Regions from separate parts of the Gossypium hirsutum genome. Here regions 2 and 3 are each linked to region 1. Evidence: chromatin contacts called from public Hi-C data. All regions are on one chromosome and are shown on one strand. Each heading gives the region's core, a stretch centred on a gene start, on an enhancer-like site or on the middle of the called end of the contact. The rest is flanking DNA. Distances are from core to core; before and after follow the strand shown.

Region 1 (4,816 bases), core at 1,161-3,660:
TATGTTTTAGTATTAAAATTATTTTTTTATTAATGTTGGATTCTAAAATTTTAGTTTATTATATTTGTTGGATTTTGAAATTATTATGTCTTGATTTTGTTAGATATTGATTATGTTTCAAGCTTGTTAGATATTGAGTTTATTATGTTTTAAGCTTGTTGGATATTGAAATGATTGACAATGACAATTATTAATGTAGAATGGGTAAGGGCAACAAAGAAGGGACCTCCAAGCAATTCAGGTGGACAAAACTGATGGAACATCTTTTTCTTGAAATTTTAGCAGAGGAGGCCCAGAAAGGAAATAAGCCTTCTAATACTTTTAAAGCAGTTTCTATTAATCGAGTTGTCGAAGCTATTTCTGAAAATTTCAAGTCCAATGCGATTCAAAACATGTGGAAAATCATTTGAGGACTGTAAAAAAATAGTGGCAGATTATATGCACAATTCGGGGTGAAAGTGGTTTTGGATGGGATGATAACATGAAAATGATCACATGTGATAGAGCGACATATGATGCAGCAGTAATGGTAATATATGTATATTTATGGTAAGTATATTTCAATTATTTTTTACTTGTTATTCTAATTTTGTATAATATCCAATAGATGCACAAGAAGTATGAGCCATTTTTGAATAAAAGCATTGATCATTATGATGAAATGGCTTTGGTTGTTGGCAAAGATATGGCAACAGGGAGTTTTGTCAGAACATTTGCTGACATAGATTTGGATGATGATAACATAGATTCAGTGCCTATAGACTGCGAGAATGAAGCGACTGAAGAGGTAAGAACAAATGTATCTTCATCTGGCACATCCAAACATAAAAGAAAAAAGGCTCAAGAAAGTGTCAATGATGAACAAATTAAATTTGTGGGTAAACAACTTGGCAAAATTGCTAATGTTTTGGAACAATTTACTGCGGATAAGACACCACATCTTTACGAAGAAGTGATGTCAATGGAGGTAGAAGGATTTGATGATGACTTCCTTTGTTCTGTGTTTGATTATTTAGTGAGTCATGAATCTGAGGCAAAAGCTTTTTTAGTTAAAAGTAAGAAGCATAGAAAAATTTGGCTTCAAAAATTTTCTCAAGGTTGAAGATATTGATACTTTTAATGTGGTGTAATATTAGTTATGCACTATTGTTGTTATCATGTGGTGTAATATTAGTTATCATATAGTGTAATATTAGTTATGCACTTGGATAATGTTGTTGTTATCATGTGGTGTAATACTAATTATGTATTTGGATAATATTATTAATTTCTAGTATTAATTGTGGTTTGGAAGCTAATTTATAATTATTCAATCCTTATTTTTTATTTTTTTATAACACAATTACAAATAATTTTATTTGACTTTGGTTGTTTTCAATTTATGACGATTAATATTCTAATTTAATAATTGAGTATTATTATATATTTAAAATGATTTATTTATAAATAAATAAATCATTGCAATTCACGTAAAAATAATTTAAAATATAAATTTATTGATATATATATATATATATATATATAAAGTAAACTCAATCAAACAAAGAAAAGATAATAAATTTTTAAATATATAAATTTTTATTAAAACAACTTTTCAAGAAAATATTTTCAGGAAATCTACCAAACAACAGAAAATATTTTACACAGATTCATCCAAACAACAGAAAAGTAAATCATTTTCCAAGAAATTATTTTCCAGAAATCATTTTCCGGAAAATATTTTACCTGCAAACAAACGGAGTCTAAATGATATATTAACCTTCTATAAATAAATAAGATAAATTAATAATTTATGTACCACTTTTAATAAAAAATAATTAAAGGATAAAATTTATAGTTAAGCCTTGAAAATGTAGCAATTATATAGATAAAAAATCAAAAGTAATTATGGGCTAAGCCTTAAGCCCTAAGGATGGTCCATCAAAAGGTTGAAAGAAGGTATAGCCGTCATCTTCGACGGCACAATGAATATATTTATGGTATGTCTATGTCCGTTTTGTTTATAAATCTAATTTAATCATAAAAGATAAATTACCCAAAAAAAGAGATAAAGTTAAGAACTATTTGAAAATCTGGATTCTAATATTATCAATTTTCATTTTCATTTAAATATTGTATTGGTAAAAAATAGTATGAGAGAAGAGAGATTAATGATAAATTGAATTTTTAAAAAATTATAATTCTATCAATATTCCAATTAGAAAGAAAATACAAATCTACCATAACTGAAAAACGTACATCAACGTAACCAAAACAATTAACCTTAAATTTACCGTACATGTTAATCCACGTCAGATATTGACCCACTTGAATTCGTATTTATTAATAATATTTATTTGAGCTGTCACCTTCCGCGTATGACGCCGACTCCTCACTTATAAATAGGAAAATTAGGGCTGCTATCTAGGGTTTTCACTTTTCTTCTCCAGATCATTTTCGATAAGTCGCGTCTCTCAACTTAAAAAAAAAAAAAAATTTCTCAGAAACGAGATAATTTTTCCTCTAAAAATTTACTTCTTTTTAGGGTTTTCAATAACTGGCTATTGGATCTTCAAAGGGTTTTTGAAATATATAATCGGATTAAGTTCTTAATCTGATTGAACTTTTAAAGTTTTTTTTCTTATCTTCTACGATTGTCGAATCTTTAGTAGGGATAATTTTTCAAGCGTTAAAGGAATCGATATTTGGTTTGAGATTTTTTATAAAAAAATGAAGCGATCGCGGAAATCGAACAGGGTTTCTTGGGCTCCAGGTGTTAATCTTTGTCAGGTATAGCCGCCGTCATTATATCTTCGATCAATCATTACTGGTTTCATTGCCTTTTCTTCAACAGATCTTTAATAGAAAAAGAAAAATCTTAAATTGATATTTGATTCTTGATAATACTTTTAGCTTTGATTTTACCTTTCCATTTATAAAAATTGCAACCGATTTATATTTATTTTAACTGGAAATCTGGAATATTATTCAAAGTTGTCAACTTTTAACAATCTGATTAAAAATAATTTTGATTTTGGAAATACTGATGCAGCTTTCAGAGGTGCCATCAATTATAATTTGTTTTAAAATAATGTTAATATTTAAATTGATTCTTAAAACAAGAATGGTATATGACAAAGAGAGGAATAATTAATGAATTCCAGAAAAATCGTTTTGATAAAATTTGTTAAGTGGAATAAAATTGGAAAACTAATTTGGGGCTTCTCTTAAAAATCATTTGACAAAAGCCGGAACAAAATTGCATTTAATGATCCCCAATATATTTGTAATTATATATAATTAAAACTATGTTTAAATTATCCAGAAAATCTTGAATCATACGATTATATTCCTGTTTTTTACCCTTAATTTAGATGCTAAAGGAACCTATTTGTCTTATAAATCTTAACTCTATTTTTATATTATGATATACTCTAAGAACTTTGGCACTAGTAAGCAGAGCTTTTTCATCAGCTTTGAATAAGCACTGATCATTTTGAGGCCAAAAAAAAAAAAACTTAAGATTTTGCTATGTGTTCATTCTTTAGTGATTATGTTGGATTCTATCCTCCTGAAATTCTAAAAGGAACAAGGTATGTTTAAAAATTGCATAATAGTGATATAAAAAACTTATTGATATGGTGAAAAATAAAACTTTTATATCTTATGCTCACTTCTTAATAAAAAGTTGCTTATGCTCACTTCTTAATAAAAAGTTCCTGTTAAGCACGCATTATTTCATTGATGAAATAGTGAAGTATTTTGAAATAATCTAGGCATAAGAAAATATGAAGTAGTAAAGTATTTATAATCTAAGTTCTTGTCAAGTATAAAATTTAGTAGTGAAGTATTCAGGGCTTGGTGAAGCTGATGTTTTGCTCCTGGACTGTTTGACTAGAACTAATTTTGACCAGTGATCATAATGAGCCTAGTGAGGTTGACTTTGTTAAAGAAAATTGATTTTGCTTGCATTAGACTTGATTGTTTAGTTCGACGACGCCAGCTATAGATATGGTATATGATAGATGCAATTTGTCTTAAAAAGTTATATGGAAATGCACTGATTTCGTGATGTATTCCTAAGTTGAGTGCTGATTCTGTCATGTTTCAGTGATTCAAAATGCCAGGGAGGTTCAACTTTGTTAGTTTCATTTTGTTCCCTGTAGTTACTATCTTTGATTACTTCAAACATGCAAATAGTGTGGTAGGTTGATTCTTAGACAATTACTTGATCATACAGCTTTAGGATCTTGCAGGCAAGTTCATTTCATTAATTCTTGTCATGCCTGTATACATGGCAGACATGTTGGGTGGATGCTAGTATAAGTTTATACAGTTTAGGCACCTAGTTCAATGATATGAATAGTGATTCTGTCTGGTTAATTTTGTGCATGAAGAATTGTTTTTGGTAGCTAATATTTGTTTGGAAATCTACTTTTCTGCTCTGCGTTTTATATGACAGTTGTGGTAGGCACTCCATAAATTTGAGTTGATGCCTAATAGGCTATAAGATAGTCCTTTATAGATTTATGTACCTGAGGGGGGAAGTAGTTAAGAAAGTTGATGAAATTAAACAAGGATGACATAAATAACTTCATAGGTAACTGATTGGCTGAAACATGAACTTCATTCGATAGGTTTGTTTGGATGTCTAGTATAGTTTTTGGTTCAGGGTAGCATTGATACTGTCGCAATAGAATTTGTTATGGCATTAATTTCTTATCAATGGTGAGCAGAATTTTGAGTTTTGAGCTTATATTTACCTGGAAACTGCAAATTCCTACTATTATGTTGCTTTCTGTTGAGTTCTGCAATTATGTTAGCATGTCTTTAATCT
Region 2 (4,816 bases), core at 1,106-3,605, 160 kb after region 1:
TAGTCCGTAGTTTACGCAATTGAATGGTACGGTTGAAATCCAATTCCATAGATTGGGCTCTTGCAAATACAACCTCGACTTCTATATTATAGATTTGACCGTTGTAGTAAATAACGAATTTCACTCGTCGACTCATTTCAATTTAAAAAGAATTAGATATTTAGAACCAAAAACAATGAGAGAAGTAATACATGCTTCAAAATTCGTTTATGAGGAAGCACTTTTATCGAATAATGGTAATGAAACACTCTTTGGTGCTCAAAAATGTGTTTTACAAATTATTAATTGAAATTAGACACATGCTTCAGAGGGCATTCAGCGCATCAAAACGTGCTTCAGATTTTACCCAGAATTCTCAGGGTCAAGTACTTTTTTTCAGACTTTATGAAAATATTAGTGAAAACTCGTTTAGTTGGGCGAGCTTCCATGCTGACATAGCAGGAAAACGAGCCTAGTTGGACGAGTTTTCACTAACATTGTCATAAAGTCTGAAAAAAAGTACCCAACCTCGACAATTTTTTTGCAGATTCGAAACATATTTTAAAGATATTCGATGAAAACGATAGTCTTGCAATGTGTTTTCGACAATGAGATTTTTTCCTTTGCAATCTCACCCTTCTCCCGAGTCATAAAAAGAAGCTCCCCCTCCTTACTCTAACATCCCAAAAATATCATCTCTCCCGGCTTTCATCACTTCACTTTACAATATTTCTCTCTCTCTGTTTTCTTCCTCGCTTCAATGTTAAAAATTTTCGTCGCTTATATAATTTTTGATTTGAGGTATTCTTGAGTCGTCAGTGATGCGATATCACTTCAAGATGCACACATTTCATATATCCTGTCAAGATGATACCATTACCTCTGAAACCTATCATGTGGAAGTTAGGTTCTGAAGTTATTTTGCTTTGTACTGTCACGGGTGGAAGTCTACATAGAGTTCTCAATTTACGACTGTTATGTTGTCATAGATCAAAGTATAACGGGAGAGCCAGTTGATGGTCGTTATGCGGCTACAAGCTCAAACTTTTAGGATAACCATGAATGTTTCCTTATAAATATCATACAAAAGTTTGATGGCATAATTATAGGGAAAAACTGTGGGGCATCTCGCTATAATCAGCATAATTCTTTTCTCTATTTCCACGCAGTCAGTATCGTTAACATTTCTTCTTATCAGAAGGTTAGCATCATCGTGGACACAAGATGACTCTCAGACGAGGAACGACTATTTCGGTACAATAAAGGTGATGCTCATTTCGGGGTGACGACGGTGTCGTTATTAAACAATCCATTAATAACTACAACAGTTGTCGTGCCGACCTGAGTTTAACATCTACTTTCGTCGAAACAGTCCTCTCTGCCTGAGAGCCCTTTTGTGTCCACCTCAATGTCAGGCTTCGAATAAGAATGAAATGTTAAAGATACCAGTTGCTTGGAAATAGAGAAAAAAATTATGTTGATTACACCGGAAAGCCCTCAATTTTTCCTTATAATTATGACCTCAATCTTATGTATGGTATATATATGACATCATTTGATGGTATCAAAAAAGCTTGAACTCGTAACCGCATAACGATCGTCAATTAACCTTTAGTTATACACAAACATGTGATCGCATCAAGGCCGGCAACTAGGACTTCCACTTAGACTTCAACCCGTGATCATATCAAGCACTGTCACCTCGAAACCTGGCTTCCACAAGATGGGTTTATGAGGTAATAATCCTATCCCAGCATGACATATGTAATGTATGTGATTTGAAGTGCGTTATCGCATCCCCAACCTCTCAAATCTACCTACAAACTTTTACGATTTCACCCCTAAAGCCATAACTCTAAACCTCAAAAACCCTAACCCTAACAAAAAAAACTCTAACCCTAGGAGAGATAGTGTGAAAGCATGCCCAACTAGACGTTCTTTCCTGCCACCTCTACAGAGAGCGCACTCGATTGAATACGCTTTCATACTCTCTCTACAAAATCGGTCTATTTCCCTAATTTAAAAAAAACCTAAAAAGTCAAATAAAAGAACAACATAATTGCCTAATTTAGCGAATATCATGACTGGATAAAAAAAATCTCATTTTCCAAATATTTTCTTTTTTCTTTTAATTATTTATGCCCTCCATGTTCTTATAATAAATAAAGTTGATTAATTTTGTATTTAAAACTAGTTGATTACTATTTAGAATGTAGTTTATTATTGTAACACCTCTCCTCTCAATATGCCATCCACATCAACAGTCTAGCCACGAACCAAGGATTTCGACTGATGGTGCTGCCAGCATTAAACAATAAACATCCAACATAATTGCTAATAATTGGGCCAAAAAAAGAAGACGATGATAATGGAACCAAAACATAGCCCAAAGACAGAAACATTAGGCTCATGGCCCTGATTTCCTGTGTCCTGGTTTTAGACCCTGTCTGAGAAATAATTTACTGAAATGCTCGATTTCATTCCCCAGACTTCCATATAATTTGCAGCGAGTTTTTCATTCTTCTACCGAGTAGAAGACCCCCTCCTTTTGTTCAGCTTCTAAAGCAACAAGCTCATTGGTTATAGTTCTCACTAGATAAAGAGAAAGAGGGAGAGAGAGAGAGGGGGTTGGAGTAATGGGAGAAGGCAGAGAAGGGGACTGGGAGTGCAGCGGATGCAAGAACAGGAACTACGCTTTTAGATCCTTTTGTAACAGATGTAAGCAGCCTCGTCTTCTTGTTGACACCAAAACTCCAGCTGACTCTAAGTGGCTCCCTCGTATAGGTGATTGGATCTGCAGTGGTCAGTTTATACTTCTCTTTTAAATCTATCTTCATTTTTTTTTCTTTTTTTGTGTTGACTCAACTGGGTTTTGCTTTTATTCTTATGTTTTAATTCAACCATCAAGCTTAATAATAGATATCGAAGATGGGTTTCGGGGGCCAGTTGGATTCTGCGTTCTGAATTTTGATAATAAGTTGGAATTTCATTAAGGGTATGTAAATATAAGATATTTGCTTTTCCTGAGTAAAGATTTGCAATGGGTTATCTTAAACAATGACTTGGGAGCGTTTTAATGAACCTGTTTTACGATTTAGTTTTGTTAACTTGCCGTAATAAATCAACTGTTTTGATATCAATTGTTGAGAAACTTGCCTTTGCAATATGTGGTTTATGAATCTGGGACTGGGAAATGAATAACAATTAGGTCGAGTGGTTTGTGTTTTTTGTATGTGTATATGAACTGCTTGGTGTGCGTATAATTGGCTTCCTTTTCCTCTTCGTGGCTGTATTTGTGGGTTGGGGGTGTGTGTGGCAATGGATCAATAGGTTGCACTAACAACAATTATGCATCGAGAGAAAAGTGCAAAAAGTGCGGGCAACCAAAGGAGATAGCAGCAATGCCAGCAATTGCAATCCCTGGAGCTTCTCTCCCAACTTATTCCCATTATTTTGCCAGGGCCCTAGGAGCACTGGAACAAAAGATAAATGTTGGAGTTGTAGGCAGTGGTGCTCCCCAGCGCTCGCTTCCTTTGAGTTCCAACTGGTCTGTAGTGGGGGCTGATAATTGTGGACTTCAGTCAGCGTCTACATGGCCTCTTGCTGGAAACCAAACTTCCAGGTTTCCTTGTAATCAGTCTCTTTCTGTTCCAAAAGGATGGAGAAATGGTGACTGGATGTGCAACTGTGGCTTCCATAATTACTCTTCACGTTCGCAGGTATTATCTTATTTCTTCAACTGGATTTAACATTTGTCACAAATTCTACAATGCACACAATGTCCTTATGGTTCTGATCCAGTTTAGTATTTTTGCAGTGCAAAAACTGCAATGCATCTATACCACGAGGTACTTTCTGTTTCTGGCCTGTGAACCTACATTCGCATTGTTCTGATCCCAGTGCTTAATTTCAACCTGCCGGTCGGTTCTGTTGCCACTAACTTTTTTCATCTCTTTTATTTTCCCTTTTTGGGGTATGTAGCCCTTGGAACCAAGCGATTAGCATCTGAAGAATTTGTACATAACTGGGATAACAAAAGATTGAATTCAGGACATGTGAGGGCTGAATTTCGGTTTTGCATTTATAATCAATGTTATTTATCCAGCATGTTTTGACTCATTTGACCACTCATGAACTGCTGCGTTTCCCTTTTCTGCATCTGCAGGGTACTGAGCAGCCACAGCTGTATCCTGGGTTTGAGCAAATGATAGAAGCTAATACTGACCCAAAATCTGGGGCATATCCTCCCGGTGCAGCTTCAAATTGGCAGTTACCAATTCCATTTCCTCAACTAGCTGCAGCACCAACCCTTCTTGGAAAAGGGTAAATATGGAGTAAATTGGCCCCTTATATATATGCTTGTCATTGATCTAGGATAAATTATAGATACAAGTGATGAGAAAATCTAGTATTTTACTCATTTGTTATTTCCAGTTGTCTTATCTCTCGTTGATTGTATGCTAAAGATATGGTCACTTACTTGATACTGTATCGTGAACAGTGTTTAAAATTCAATCAGGTCTATGTGCAGGGTTTTGTTTTTGCATTAAACTGCTGACTCTCATATTTTGCAAATATGATATTTAATTTGAGATTCAGAGGATTGCTTTTAGATCTACTAATGCTTTAACTTCATTTATCAGAGCAAAGCAATGGCGTAGTGGAGATTGGATGTGCACAAAGTGCAACAATCACAACTATGCATCTCGAGCTCAATGCAATAGGTCAGTAGCTATATTAGTGGATTTTTACTTGATAAATTATGCAAATATTGTGATCTGAAGTGGTTTGCTACTTGATAAATTATGCATCTTAAGCTCAATGCAATGGCTGTTGG
Region 3 (4,816 bases), core at 1,488-3,987, 140 kb before region 1:
AGATAAATGAAAAAGTAAAAAAGTAAACCTAAAAATCTGCCTTCATCAGATCAAACGGCTGGCTTCCATTATTTTCCTTGACTTGTCGTTTCAATCACCATTCCGTCTTGTCAATACTAGTTTCAACAGATAAACTTTACCTACTATCTCCTTCTTGAAATTATTTCCTTCTTATTCTTCTTCAATCTGGATTCCGTGGCCGCCTTCTCTCCGAAACCACATGATGGCTATTCAACTCTTCTCTCGTCAGGTAAAAATTTTCTCCACTTTCAAGAGCGTCCTTTGCTAATCTGTGTGCTTGCGAGTTCCTTGATCTGTGTATGTGTTGAAAGATAATTTCTTGAAAACAAGATTTCTTATTTTGAATGTCTCTGATGATAGCCCCAATTACTGATTTATCATTTAAGCTCGGTCGACATTTTTTGATTACTGTTCTGGAATCTCCCATCAGCTTGATCGATTGAACTTCTAATGCTATCCCTAACTTCACTCCTCCTAAACATGCATATGCTTCTGCTGCAAATGGGGATGAGACACTGTTGTGAACAATCGTTTTGAGTACCAGTAATTCCCCCCTCAGATCCCGAGCCACCAGACCTGTTGCTGATCTGTTGTTTCTGCTGTCAAACGCTGCATCAAAGAAGATCGTGACTCTCGGTATGTCCTCCTGGAATTTGTGATTTCTTCTCATTGTACTGGTATTCGTCATTGCTCGTACTCCTTCATATTCTGCCATGTGCCCCTGTATATTTTGTGCTAAAATTCTTCCTGTTGTCTTTTCCCTTTCATGCACAAACTTATTTCTGGAGAACCATATTAACCATAAGGCGTAACAAAAAAGTCGGCTTTGATCATCAGTTCCTCCCTTGAATACCCAGGTTAGCCACTCCCACAGATTTTGACTTCTGTTATTCATAACCCATGCTAAATGAATAAACTGCCAAACTGCCAAACTTCTATTGTTGTAGGACAATCTCGGAAGATATGGAGACTATTTTCTGTCCAAGAACAGCATCGGGGACATCTATCATTTGTTGCAACTCTTCTATACCTAAGATTAGCTAGATTAGGAATGAAATCCCAGGAAATTCGCCAGATAGTGATTGCAATTTTTGGGGATAGTTTTAGGCTCCATAATTTTCTGTAAAATTCCTTAGTTTCAGACCCCAGATTAGCATCTTGTAATAGTTTATAGGCGCTGCATACTGAATATTTACCGGATAATTCCCCCTTCCAAACTTGAGTATCCTCGTGCTCCGTCTCTGCAAGCGGGATTTGTATCATGGAGTAGCCACTTCGCAAGCTAAACTTTTCAAAATATCCCATGCATCATTTCTATCTTGCGCATATTTAGATCCATAGAATCCAGTAAATCTCCAATTAGTTCCTTTTTCCTTATCTTCAACTATCACATCAATGTGTCTTTTAGAAAAACTTTGAAGTGTTATATTAAAATCAGCCCTCCATGCTAAACACAATCCTCCTCTCGTTTCTTCTGGATTAACTTCAATACTATTTATAAATCCACTTCTTCTATGAACTCGTTCCATCTGTTTTGTGTTAACTTTTGTCTCCTTAAAGAAGACAATATGGGGATTATGAATCTTCAGCAAATGCCGAAGTCTTTTAACTGTCCGTGGAATTGGGATGTTCGGATGTTCCAGCTTATAATTTTCATTGCGCCCGGTCGGCTTGCCTCTTGGCTGCTGCCGATGATAAAGGATTAACTTCTCCCAATCTTCTATTCCTTGTCAGCACATTACCACACTATATTTCTGGTTGCATCTTCCATCTCTCCCCTGTTCCTTTTATTCCCCATCAAATCATGCTCCATAACCATTCGCATCTGATTGCACTAAGTTTTGTCCTTCCGTTGAGCTAGCGACTGACTTCCCACTTCTATGTTAAAAATCCCAAAATTGGGTCAACGACTTTTCCACCCCTTTCTTTTCTAACCCGTTCATCGAGAGTGCCCTTTTAGTTTCTGACCGTAATGATAAATCCCAGCTCATTTCAGCTACTTCCACCCCTAACATCATTTTAGTTTCACAGAAAGAGTTGCTATGTCCCAAACGTCCACAAAAGAAACAAAAAGGAGACGGATGTTCACATGATCTGCTTCTTCCTTTTTAGCGGCTTTCTAACATCAATCTGCACCCTTACCCTCATATAATTACGATTTTCTTTTCTAAGGTTTGACCCATCATATTCCAAGAAAACCCCTATAAAATTATCCAACTGTACAGCTAAATTTTCACAAAAAAACCCTATTGGGATATCATGAATTTGAACCCTAAAAGGAGTAAAAATTAATGATACTTGTAATGGATCCTCGCCCCTCTTCAGTTTAGACAGTATCATTTTTAACTTCTTTTCTCCATGTTTTAGAATTAATAAATTATCAAATAAAAACAAAACATGACCCTGTCAATTTTGTAAAAATTATGGTTTCATGAATTAAAGCACATAAAACCTGCATCACACTAATTAACTGTATATTTATTCTAACTCAGAACACAACCACCACGACCCCAAGTATTACACGTTAATGTCTTCATAGTTGATTAAATCAACGCTAGGCAACAATAAAATTCTATGTTTTAGTTTTTCTTTTTTTACTCAATATTTCAACAATTATTTTGTGCCTTTTAAATCAGATAAAGTCAAAAACAAACCCCATTAAGGAAAGGATTTAATTGAACCCAACTCAAAGGAAACGTCTTAATCAGGTATCCAACAAAGTATCCCCAATCACGTTTCTCCAAATGAGTGCAGTCAACCAATTATGATCAATCTCATCTCCCTGCCCATGCCCAAAATATTTCTTTTATATATATTATTTTAAAAGAATAATATTTAATGTACAATTAGTAAAGTTTTTAAATTTTATAAGCAAGATTAAATGGTTAGCTATAAAAGTATAGTATAATATTAAAAATATAAATATTAAAAAATGATGTAATAATTTTTTTAAAAATTTTATAATATTTTAAATGCGAAAAAACTCACACAATTACCTAAAATAAAAATCTGGTGAAAACAAACTCAAAACTTGCCATTAAATTTTCATATTTTGATAGGCTTTATTGTTGCCATAATAAACTTTTAGACATGTTTTGTCGAACTTGGTCGGAGTATGGATCTAAGCTTATGGGCCGACCAACCCAGAATTTTCATGTTAAGTGCGCCCCTAAGCATTATTTATTTATTTATTTTCATCAGAGAGAGAGAGGGAGGCGGATGAACATGCATAGCAATTATTGTAATGGTTGACCAAAACAAAAGCATCCTTTTGAAGAACAATGATGGTCAATCATACCACCCAACAAACCCAACCATACCCATTCTTTTATTAACTTTTTCATGCAAGACATTACTAGAATTCTCCTCCCGACGGTTATTTATGTGATAATTTGGATAAAATTATCAACTTAGAAAATGAGTTTGAATAAAAAAATAATACTCTTTTTTAAATGGGTTTAATCTCATATAAATTTTTTTATCTTGAGTTTAGCCCGGTCCGAATTTGTAAAAAAAATATTATTGCTGTTTTTTTGTTGCTTTTTTTTTATTGTTTTGTTATTATATTGTTCCGATTTTGTTATTATTGTTTAGATATTGTATAATTCTTGTTTTATTATTAATTTTGCTACTATATTAGAGGTATTTGTTTGCTAAGTTCCACTTATGTTAGTGTTATTTAAGTGTATATATATATTTTATTTTTTCCATTTGTTAGGAAATATTTATTTTAATGTTTTTAGTGTATTTGATGTATTATATTTTTAAAATTTATTTTTGTATAAAAAACAATATAATTTTTTTAATATGAATGGACCAGGCCGAGCTCGGATTTTAACATTTTTATTTGGGATAGGCTTGTAATACCCTTAACCCATATCCGTTGCCGGAACAAGGTTACAGAGTATTACTGAAATTTTTGGATTATTTACAAATAATTCTTGTCAAATGCTATACATTTTTCAAGATTATTCATAATGTCCCTTAAATGGACCCTCGAGACCCAATACAAGTATTAGAATCAATTCAGGACTAATTCAAAAACTTAGAAAATTTTTCATAAAATTTTAAAATTTTTCTTAGGTACAGGGGTCACACACGCCCATGTGGTCCCATGACATGTTCGTGCCTCAGGCCGTGTCTTACCCCGTGTAACTCCCTGACTTGGGTCACACGGCCAACCACACGTCCATGTGTTAGGCCGTGTGACCAATTTATTTTTCTAAAATTAGGTGCAGTTTTCACACGGCAAAGTCACACACCCATGTTCTAGGCCGTGTGCCTCACACGGCTGAGACATACGCCTGTGTCTCTTATCGTGTGCTAAATTCTCAGTATTCTATTTCTAAATTTTAAGATGCAGGGGACACACTGCCAGACTACACGCCAATGTACGTGGCCGTGTGTTACACACGGCAGAGACACACGCCTCAATGGAAGAAAATAGGCCATTTAAAAGCCACTTTTCTCACACTTCTCACAATCAACCTGCATGCAACACTCTCATATACCAATATAACCTAATCAAGCAACCAATTCAAGCCAAAAATCAAGCTTTAGACCTGATATGTCATCATACAACTCATTTGCGTAAACTTACCATATTAACTCCATTCATGATACTAAACTATACTAAAACATTAAAACATATATACTATACAATTACTATACTATATAAACTTAAGATCATAACTCTACAATTATCATATTACAAGTTTTTACAAGTTTACTTCTTTTAAATTTAACCTTATACTTGCCATATAAACCTTAAGATGCATAACAAAATCTACCGAAG

What was found. Hi-C and Micro-C count contacts between places; a contact is called where the count stands out from the background.
Region 2: a contact with region 1 is called in a Hi-C map of leaf, with 2.2 times the contacts expected there. The contact joins the promoter of LOC107912996 here to the promoter of LOC107913006 in region 1. A contact is called at or near these places in 2 of 34 Hi-C or Micro-C datasets (both in leaf).
Region 3: a Hi-C map of leaf shows a contact between it and region 1, with 2.1 times the contacts expected there. The contact joins the enhancer-like site here to the promoter of LOC107913006 in region 1. A contact is called at or near these places in 2 of 34 Hi-C or Micro-C datasets (both in leaf).

Annotation. Positions count from the first base shown.
Region 1 is chrA11:25,150,503-25,155,318 of Gossypium_hirsutum_v2.1, reverse strand. LOC107913006 (zinc finger CCCH domain-containing protein 6) reads left to right here and starts at 2,410. Exons shown (of 4, transcript XM_016841430.2): 1 at 2,410-2,769. The coding sequence starts at 2,710. It overlaps LOC107913007, which reads left to right. Exons shown (of 4, transcript XM_041081450.1): 3 at 200-529; 4 at 608-1,159. The coding sequence starts at 482. The coding sequence ends at 1,102.
Region 2 is chrA11:24,995,374-25,000,189 of Gossypium_hirsutum_v2.1, reverse strand. LOC107912996 reads left to right here and starts at 2,355. Exons shown (of 7, transcript XM_016841395.2): 1 at 2,355-2,781; 2 at 3,310-3,698; 3 at 3,797-3,827; 4 at 3,961-4,034; 5 at 4,145-4,302; 6 at 4,623-4,703. The coding sequence starts at 2,616.
Region 3 is chrA11:25,288,437-25,293,252 of Gossypium_hirsutum_v2.1, reverse strand. No RefSeq gene overlaps it. Among protein-coding and RNA genes, the nearest start is that of LOC107911389, 22 kb to the left of the region's middle. Within about 2 kb of position 2,737, at least 5 of the 9 cell types and tissues checked have an H3K27ac peak or open chromatin away from gene starts, as enhancers often do. A contact at or near this core is called in leaf, where this site is marked.